Regions from separate parts of the Anas platyrhynchos genome. Here region 1 is linked to region 2. The links are chromatin contacts, called in public Hi-C maps. All regions are on one chromosome and are shown on one strand. The core of a region is the stretch at or near the end of the contact, and the rest is flanking DNA. Distances in the headings are between cores, read along the strand shown. Region 1 holds the start of TBC1D14 (TBC1 domain family member 14). Region 2 overlaps S100P (S100 calcium binding protein P).

Evidence for each region. A called contact is a pair of places that touch in the nucleus more often than the background predicts.
Region 1: a contact with region 2 is called in a Hi-C map of subcutaneous adipose tissue, with 2.0 times the contacts expected there. The contact joins the promoter of TBC1D14 here to the enhancer-like site in region 2. A contact is called at or near these places in 3 of 8 Hi-C or Micro-C datasets (liver, skeletal muscle and subcutaneous adipose tissue).

The regions. Positions count from the first base shown.
Region 1 is chr4:67,876,979-67,880,749 of IASCAAS_PekinDuck_T2T, reverse strand. It overlaps TBC1D14 (TBC1 domain family member 14), which reads right to left and starts at 1,389. Exons shown (of 14, transcript XM_027457429.3): 1 at 1,179-1,389. The coding sequence starts at 1,374. LOC140002510 (a long non-coding RNA gene) reads left to right here and starts at 1,957. Exons shown (of 2, transcript XR_011809257.1): 1 at 1,957-3,771.
Region 2 is chr4:67,766,130-67,769,883 of IASCAAS_PekinDuck_T2T, reverse strand. It overlaps S100P (S100 calcium binding protein P), which reads right to left. Exons shown (of 3, transcript XM_005016233.6): 3 at 3,555-3,712. The coding sequence ends at 3,555. Among named protein-coding and RNA genes, the nearest start is that of S100P, 6.0 kb to the right of the region's middle. Within about 2 kb of position 1,788, at least 2 of the 8 cell types and tissues checked have an H3K27ac peak or open chromatin away from gene starts, as enhancers often do. A contact at or near this core is called in subcutaneous adipose tissue, where this site is marked.

The sequences.
Region 1 (3,771 bases), core at 140-2,639, 110 kb before region 2:
CCTGACTGCTACCAAGGGCTGGGGAGCACCAGCCCCAGCCGTGTTTGCTGGAGCTCTCCCCGGCTCAGGCTGTGCTCACACCTTAGCAGCCCCAGCGCTGCCAGCAGCGAAGCACTCCCGAGGCTACAAAACAGCTCGGCTTCCCACACCGCCAGGACAAACAGCGATTACGGCTACACACGCAATCGCTGCCAAGACCATGACGGCAAAAAGACGAGAAACAACTTGGGGTTTTGCACTGAGCGCGCGTTTATCCCTCTCCCAGCCGGCTCCCCTCAGGAGGGGCGAGCTGTGCTGCTGAGCAGAGCACCTCAGAGGCAAACTGCTGAGGGCTTTCCCACCTTGCTGCTGCAGCAGGCAGGCAGCACAACTGAGTCACAGTGTTTCACTGAAGCCTCCGCTCCAGAAGCAGTTTACAGGGCCTTTTTTTTTTTTTTTTTTTTTTTAACACCCCCAGTATTAGTCAAAAACGCGAGGCCAGCGTTAAGTTGGCAGCAAGAACTTCAAGCCCCGCTGCGAGGTCCCTCAGTGTTTGGTCTCCGGGAATCGCCTAAGAGGCTTGGGTTGGAGAGATGAAAGTTGTCCCCTTTCCACAAGCCTTAGGTCTGCCTCAGCGCTGCGAACAGCTCCTAGCCGGTAGCCTTGATGAAATAATAATAATGAAAAAAAAAAAAAAAAAGGTAAAATAAACACAGCACCAGCCAAGCAACCTCCGCCTTTCCCCAAAGGCCTCCAGCCCACCCCACGGGGCCGTGCAGCTCCTCCAACTTTTTAAGGGCCCGAGAAGCCGCCCCCGAGACCCCGGCCCGGTCACCCGGGGCCAGGTGCCACAGGAACCCTGTCCCCCACAGGGACCCCCCCAATGTCCCCTCGTTCCCGCAGCCGTCCCCGCTCCGTGCCCTGCCTCACACTAGCCCCGGGCAGAGCCGCGCAGAAACTTGGACGCCTCACCGGTGCGGCGCTGCCCTCCGTCGCTCTGCTCCTGCTGGGCCATGCCCGCCCCTTCCCCGCTGCGGCACTAGGAGGCGGCCGGCGGCTGCTCCATCGCCCCTCGCCGGCCCCCGAGGAGGAGCGGCGGCTTCAGCGGAGGGGAAGCGGCGCAGCCCTCGCCCGCCGGGTCCCCTCCGCGGGCAGCGCCGAGCCTCCCATGGCGCCCGCCCCCGCGGCGGGCACGGCACCTGGCTGCGCCGGCGGGACAGGTGCCGAGCTCCTGACGGGACTCCCCGCTCTCCCTGCCTCCTCCTCCTTCGCTTCTTCTTCCTCCTCCTCCTCCTCGTTCTCCTCCTCCAGCCCCAGCGCCGCCCGCCGGCCGAGGGAACGCCTGCGCGGTGGGAGGCGGGCTGGCACCCGGGGGAGGCGGCCGCTGGCCGCCATTTTGAGACGCCTCCAGCCATGGGGAAGGGGGGGGACCCGGGGAGGCATGGCCCGGGTCGCCTCAGGCGCAGCCCAGGCCGCGCCGGGTTGTGGGGTCAACCTGAGGGGGCAACGAGGAAGGGTTCCCCTGGAGAGGGTTCTCTTGTACCGAAGGCTCCCCCCAGGCAGGGGGCTGTGAGGTGATGGTGGTGGGATGGCCCCCGGGGAGGAGATGCCAGCGGGCTGGATTTCAAAGGAAAACAAAATTTGGTGTTTTACACTAGTTTGGTACTGTGGGAAGTGTCGGTCTGGGGGTGCATCCGTATTTCTGTGGAACCGGGCCATAATGCCAGAAGTTGAGGCTCTAGGATGATGGATGGTATTCCAGCATGTGTATATTTATGTTTCCATTCTCTTAGCTTTATTTGCCTTCTTTTACCCCATCTCAAAGTGCTCGGATGTTTGCATCACCAACACAACTCTCAGTGCACCCACACACTGAATCAAAGGGGTCAGAAGCACTCGGTATCTCACAGGAGTAGAGCTCATGTTTCCTTCTCATGTTTGAAACTCATCCTTTTTTTTTTTTTTTTTTCTTTTTTTTCTTTTTTTTTTTTTTTCTCCCAGAAAAAAAGGTTCTAGGTGATCATGTCTATAGATTATGTTAAGATACATTAAGGTAGCAAAGCAGTCATCCACCTTAAGAGCATATGTAAATACGAACTTCTCATAATCTCACTCACACGTGTTGAGTCTACCATAAAGCTGGAAGTTTGAATGGAGCAAATGCAGGAATATCTGAACTTGTATTAATGTAATTAGTTAAATAACCAGAGCAAAGCCACGATTATATGAGCTTTGATGTGGGCAAGTTACACCTGAATAAATTGTCAGTCTGAGGTGAACTTGTACTGAAGTACTTGCCACTGTGACCCCATTGACAGCAATCCCATGGTATCAAGATGAGAATTAGCACATTATCAAGATGAGAAGAAGGCACTTATCAACAACAACCAAAAATTATACTTCTGCATGGTTCAGAGAGAGATAAATTTGAGGATTTGTTCTGCTGGATTTGTAAGATGAATATCAGAAAGAATATGAAACAGTTAAAATGTCACATTTTTCCTTATCTTAGAAAATCATACCAACCTCTGTAAGACACCTTTTTTATTACCTTTAAAACAGAGTAAATAAAAGAAAAACTCCTTTGAAACACTATAATACAGTGTTATAGTATAAAGTTATATGTATATAGTTTATGCAAGAGATACTATGTTGGAAGATACACCAATTCCTTTTTCAGTATTAATATTTTCCTTTTGTTTTTGAGAATGGAAATCAATCTCTCTTTTTGTAGCAGCTAGAAGATTGTACCGTCACCATGGTATCATCTATCTTTGGTCAAAGTTGTTAGGTCCTACGGTAAATAACAGAATGAGAGTACGTAGTCATGAATTCTGTATCTGTGAAGTGTCTCCAAAGGCACTAATTAATTACACTCCTATCTTTGCAATTTTATTGAGGATGAAGAAACTTTTAAAAAGTCTGCCATAAGAAATCTTTCAGCAGTAGCTGAAAGTAACCAAGGTACATAAAGACTTTTAGTGTCAGTACTTAAGAGCAGAGTTGTGCCCTAACAGTCATAATGCCTTGAAATCTTGCCTTGAAATGCCCATTCTAAACTGATTTATTTTGGTGGATTTTTCCATTTCCAACCCACTGATGACTCCTCCTGTTCAGCTGGTGTACTTCTTGACACCTACTCACAACAAAACTCATATTGTTCTCTGCACTGAAGACACGTGTTAGAACAACCAGGATCCCACTCTGCTAGGCAGCATAAAAATACCAGGGTCATTCTTAAAATGCTTGCAGAAAACCACAGCCTAGTCAGTGTAAAATATATACTCTTTAATACTTGTGAACGACCATATACTTAGTTGAAATGAGTAGTAGCATTTTGGTTGTCGTGAACTACTAGCAAAAGTCTACTTTTTCCAGCAACAATTAGCATTAGTTCTGTTAAGGCTGCCCTCATCAGAGATAATGTAGTTTCTCTCTGCAAGTATTGTGTATTATTATTCTGTATTGATGAAGGGCTGAAATTATGTGACTAAATACAGCTTCGTTAGCCTTCATGGAAGTGTGGGATGTCCTAATTGCTAAAAGGAAGCTGAACAGGTACTACCAGGTACAGGAAGCATAAATGCATAACTAAGATCAAAGGAGTGCTTTAGCAACCTTTGTTTTTCTGCTGTGCAACATTTAAAGGACTTCATCCTGAAGGACAGGCTGAGAAATGGCCTGTTCATTTTATTAGTTGGACTGTAAGTAAACCCCCAAAAGCATGATAAAAAGTCAGCTTTGGTGCTGTATTGTTTGCTAACATGTCATGTGCTTGTTAGTGTTTTTTGT
Region 2 (3,754 bases), core at 539-3,038:
AATGACAACTATCTATACCAGAGTATCTTAATCTCTTGAAGGTATCTTCTGTTAATGTAAATGTATATTGTTCTGTGGAAGGTAATAAAACTACCTATTTGGTAGTCTTGCCTTTATAAGCCTTGCCTAATTTGAAACTCACCACAGATGATTTCCCAAATCTTTATTTGTAATAATTTTTCTCCCAAATCTTTTATTTTCTGTTAACAAAACTAAACGAAATGTTTGCTGCCAGCAACTGTTAGCTCATATTTGCTGAGCTGCTATTTATCTTATCGTTTTCTTTCCCTTGAAGCTGCCTTATACTGTTTCTTAAATGATCTTGTCCCGCATAATACTCGGGCCTAAGAGCTAAGATTAACCTGTAGGCACAAAAACAGGTCTAGCATCTCTGCAACTCAAACTCTGAATTATAAAAGTTTATCCAGGGAAGGAAATGCATGGCACATTCTGGGTAGATTTGGAGGAAATTAATAGTACTGGGGAAGAAAATCAGTGGATTGAAAGATATTAAAGTGTCTCTACCGAAATGCTTTTAGGTTGAATAATATATTCTGAAAAGTCACTTTTGTTCTAGGCTAAGGTGGGAGCTATATGTTAATTTCTTTTATTCCTGGATCATTTTCTCTTTGAGGTGTCATCAGTTGAATTTTCAGTACTACATTGAAATGAATATTCATCACAGAGTTAGAGCTTTTGAAAGATCTGCAGGTTAAAAAAAAAAACAAAACAAAAAAACAACACACACAACAAAACACCAAAAAAATACAAATCCTTTTTGTCCCCCTCTCTGCAGCAGTGAACATGGGAGGCTCCCTCTGGTTCTCCAATCAGCCCATGGCCCTGGAGTAAGCAGGGCTCTGCAATCCCAGGGGTGCTCCTGTAGCTCTCCAGGTATCCCCACAGGTACCGCTGGTGGGACCTTGGGACCTGATGGGAGTTAAACACAAACCTAAGGGTTTACAGGATTGGGGGCTGCAGGAACAATGAAAAAAATGATATCCCACTCTCTTCCTAGCATGCTTAAGTTGGTGGCAAGAGAGAAAGCTCAGGTCCTCCCCCACAAAAGGCAGCATGCTTTAGCTCAGCACTGTGCTAACATTTAGGGTGTTTCAGAGTCTGTGGGGGTGATGGGTCAAAAAGGGTTTAGCTTTGTACTGTGGCCAAGTGGAGTAAAGCAGGCCTTCAAATGTCTTACAAGCACGGGTAAAACCTCACAAAATCAGGAAAAGGGGCAAAATGGAATTAGAGAGTGAGTGCAGTTGTGAGGCTAGCAGACACCAGAAGCAGGGAGTCTAGGAAATAAGAGTGCAATTTAGGATAAATTACAGTACTGCTCATAATGGGATACAGCTCTCACCACCGAACAGTGCGTTCTTTGAAATTAGACATAAAATGGAGTAATAAGGTGAATCTCTTGGCTGACAGGACAGCTTTTCACCTGTGTGCTCTTTAAAAGATGCATTTGAAAGGGGATCACAGTGGTGTTTTGAACTGTGCTGCGGTGATTTCCCCAGAGACCTGAGACTGGCAAGCAAGGGGCAGCACTCCTTGGGTGGCTGCAGGGTACAGCAATGCCCAGGAGGTGCAGTCTCCACAGGGCTCGGTGAAATGCCCATTGTGGACAAATTGTCCTGCTCTCCATGGGACATACAGCGATGATTCAGAGAGGAGATTGCCACGGTGCAAAGCACACCTGTGTTTTGTTTTGAGTTTTACCACCAGTTCAAATTCTGCCTCAGTTGTGATGGAGAGTTTTAGACTCAGCAGGCACTGAAATGGCTGCATGTAGTGCCACACAGTGGTAACAAACCATAATTTCTGTGAGGATGGATGTGAAGCAATGCAGAGGAAACCTTTTAGATACTAATGCTAAATGATAAAAGGATAAATACATTTTTTAAAATAAAGTAACGAACACAACTGAATTTCCTCAGCTGAGGATGGTTTATATAGCTGGCTACCCAGCCATGCTATGCATGAAATTTTCCTCTGTAAATACCTCTGAATATGTAACATTCATATAATTCATAAATGATAATCAACTGCCTTCACAATGAGGAAAGTGCTTTTCTCAGGTGAGCCCTGACGAACCAGTGAGTGAGGGGATCCTGGGCTCTGCCAGCCTGGCAAGGGCTGAGCTGCACAGCACTCATCAGGTGTGGTCATACTGGATTAGAGCTGTGAAGATGCCTCAAACAAATGAAAAGATAAGGAGAAAAGGCTGATTTGGGATCCCTGGCTTGGCGAGAATTTTGTGCCTTTTCATATTTAGTAGTTGTCTTGCTTGGGTGGTGCAGAGAAATGGCCACTGCCAACAAAGCAAGCAATGGTACTCCTGCAGGTGTAATGTGTGTGATGTACTTGTCTCTGGGACCTCAGTATCCTCCCGAGTGTCATCCAGCATGACCAAAATGATGTGGGGACAGACGTCGGGCCCTTGCTCTAAATGTTGTGTTGCGTGAGCTCTGTCTGTAGCAGTGCTGGAGTGGAGACGCATTCCTGTGGTCCCTGGGGCAGGGGATGGGCACTTGAGGACCACCCCTGCACCCACTGCGGGTGGCCGCTGTGCCTGGTGTGGTGCTGGGGTGAACACCAGACACATGTGGCAAAGGGTATGAGGGGGGCAAGGGGCTCAGCGTCCTGCCAGCAGCTAGTGGGGACCAAGGGGAATCCCGGCCCTTGGATGGTGGTTACTTCATCCCACGCAGTGATGGGGAAGAGAAGGGCAGCCCCTTTCCTGAAGCAGCCAGCTGTCACATCCAGTAATATGCACTGGGATCCTGTGCCCGAGGTGTTAGGAATGAAGTTTTAGGTGGTGCTTGCACTGTTTAGTTCGTAGAGCCAACTGAGGCATGAAAGGTGGCTAGGTAAAAGGACAGCCTAAAACAGCCCAAAGTAATCCAATAGGCCCAAATTTTTCTCAGTGGGTTCCCAAAAGGATGAATACACTTCACCATATGCCCACCTCCACGTGGTTATGAATGGGTCAAACCTGTGGCTTAGCTTCAGCCTTACTCAGCATTATTTCATGGTTGGATGGGGCTTTGGGCAGCCTGGTCTGGTGGGAGGTGTCCCTGCCCATGGCAGGGGGTTTAACTGGGTTGTCTTTAAGGTCCTTTCCAACCCAAACCCTTCTGTGATTCTATGGTTGCAGTGTGCAACCCCATCTACCTTGCAACTGCACGGCAATATCACTGTACTGGTACAAGGGCCTTATCTTGTAATAGGAAATAAATCCATGCGAGCTTGGAGAGGCAGATTACTGCCCTGCCCTGGGGAGGATATTGAGCCTTTTGGCTAAGAACAGCATTTCAAAAAGCAGAGAAAGAGAGAAACTGCTCCGTACTTGTTAGTGGGACCCATTAAGCCCAGGCCCTTCCACAAAGGAGTAGATTTTAGCATTCAAGACAGGGATGTAAGCACTGGAGGATTTATTTTTACAGCCCAGCATGCTTGTAAACTGCAGCACAGTACATGGAAAGGATGACAGGATCCATAGCATTAACATATGGAGCACAGGCAAAGACAGTGTCTTGTGAGCATTTCGACAACTATTTGGCTGCTTTCTGCTCAAAATATTTATGACAGCAGCAAGTCAGAGCTGCCACAAAGATGACAAATTCTTTGAAGTCCACTTGGGAATCACCGTTTTCATCCAGATTCCTGAAGACTTCATCAGTAGCGTCCTTGTTCTTCCCTGTCTGCAAAAGAAAAGGAGTGGGCTGCAGTGGGGGGGATGCACAAAGCCCAG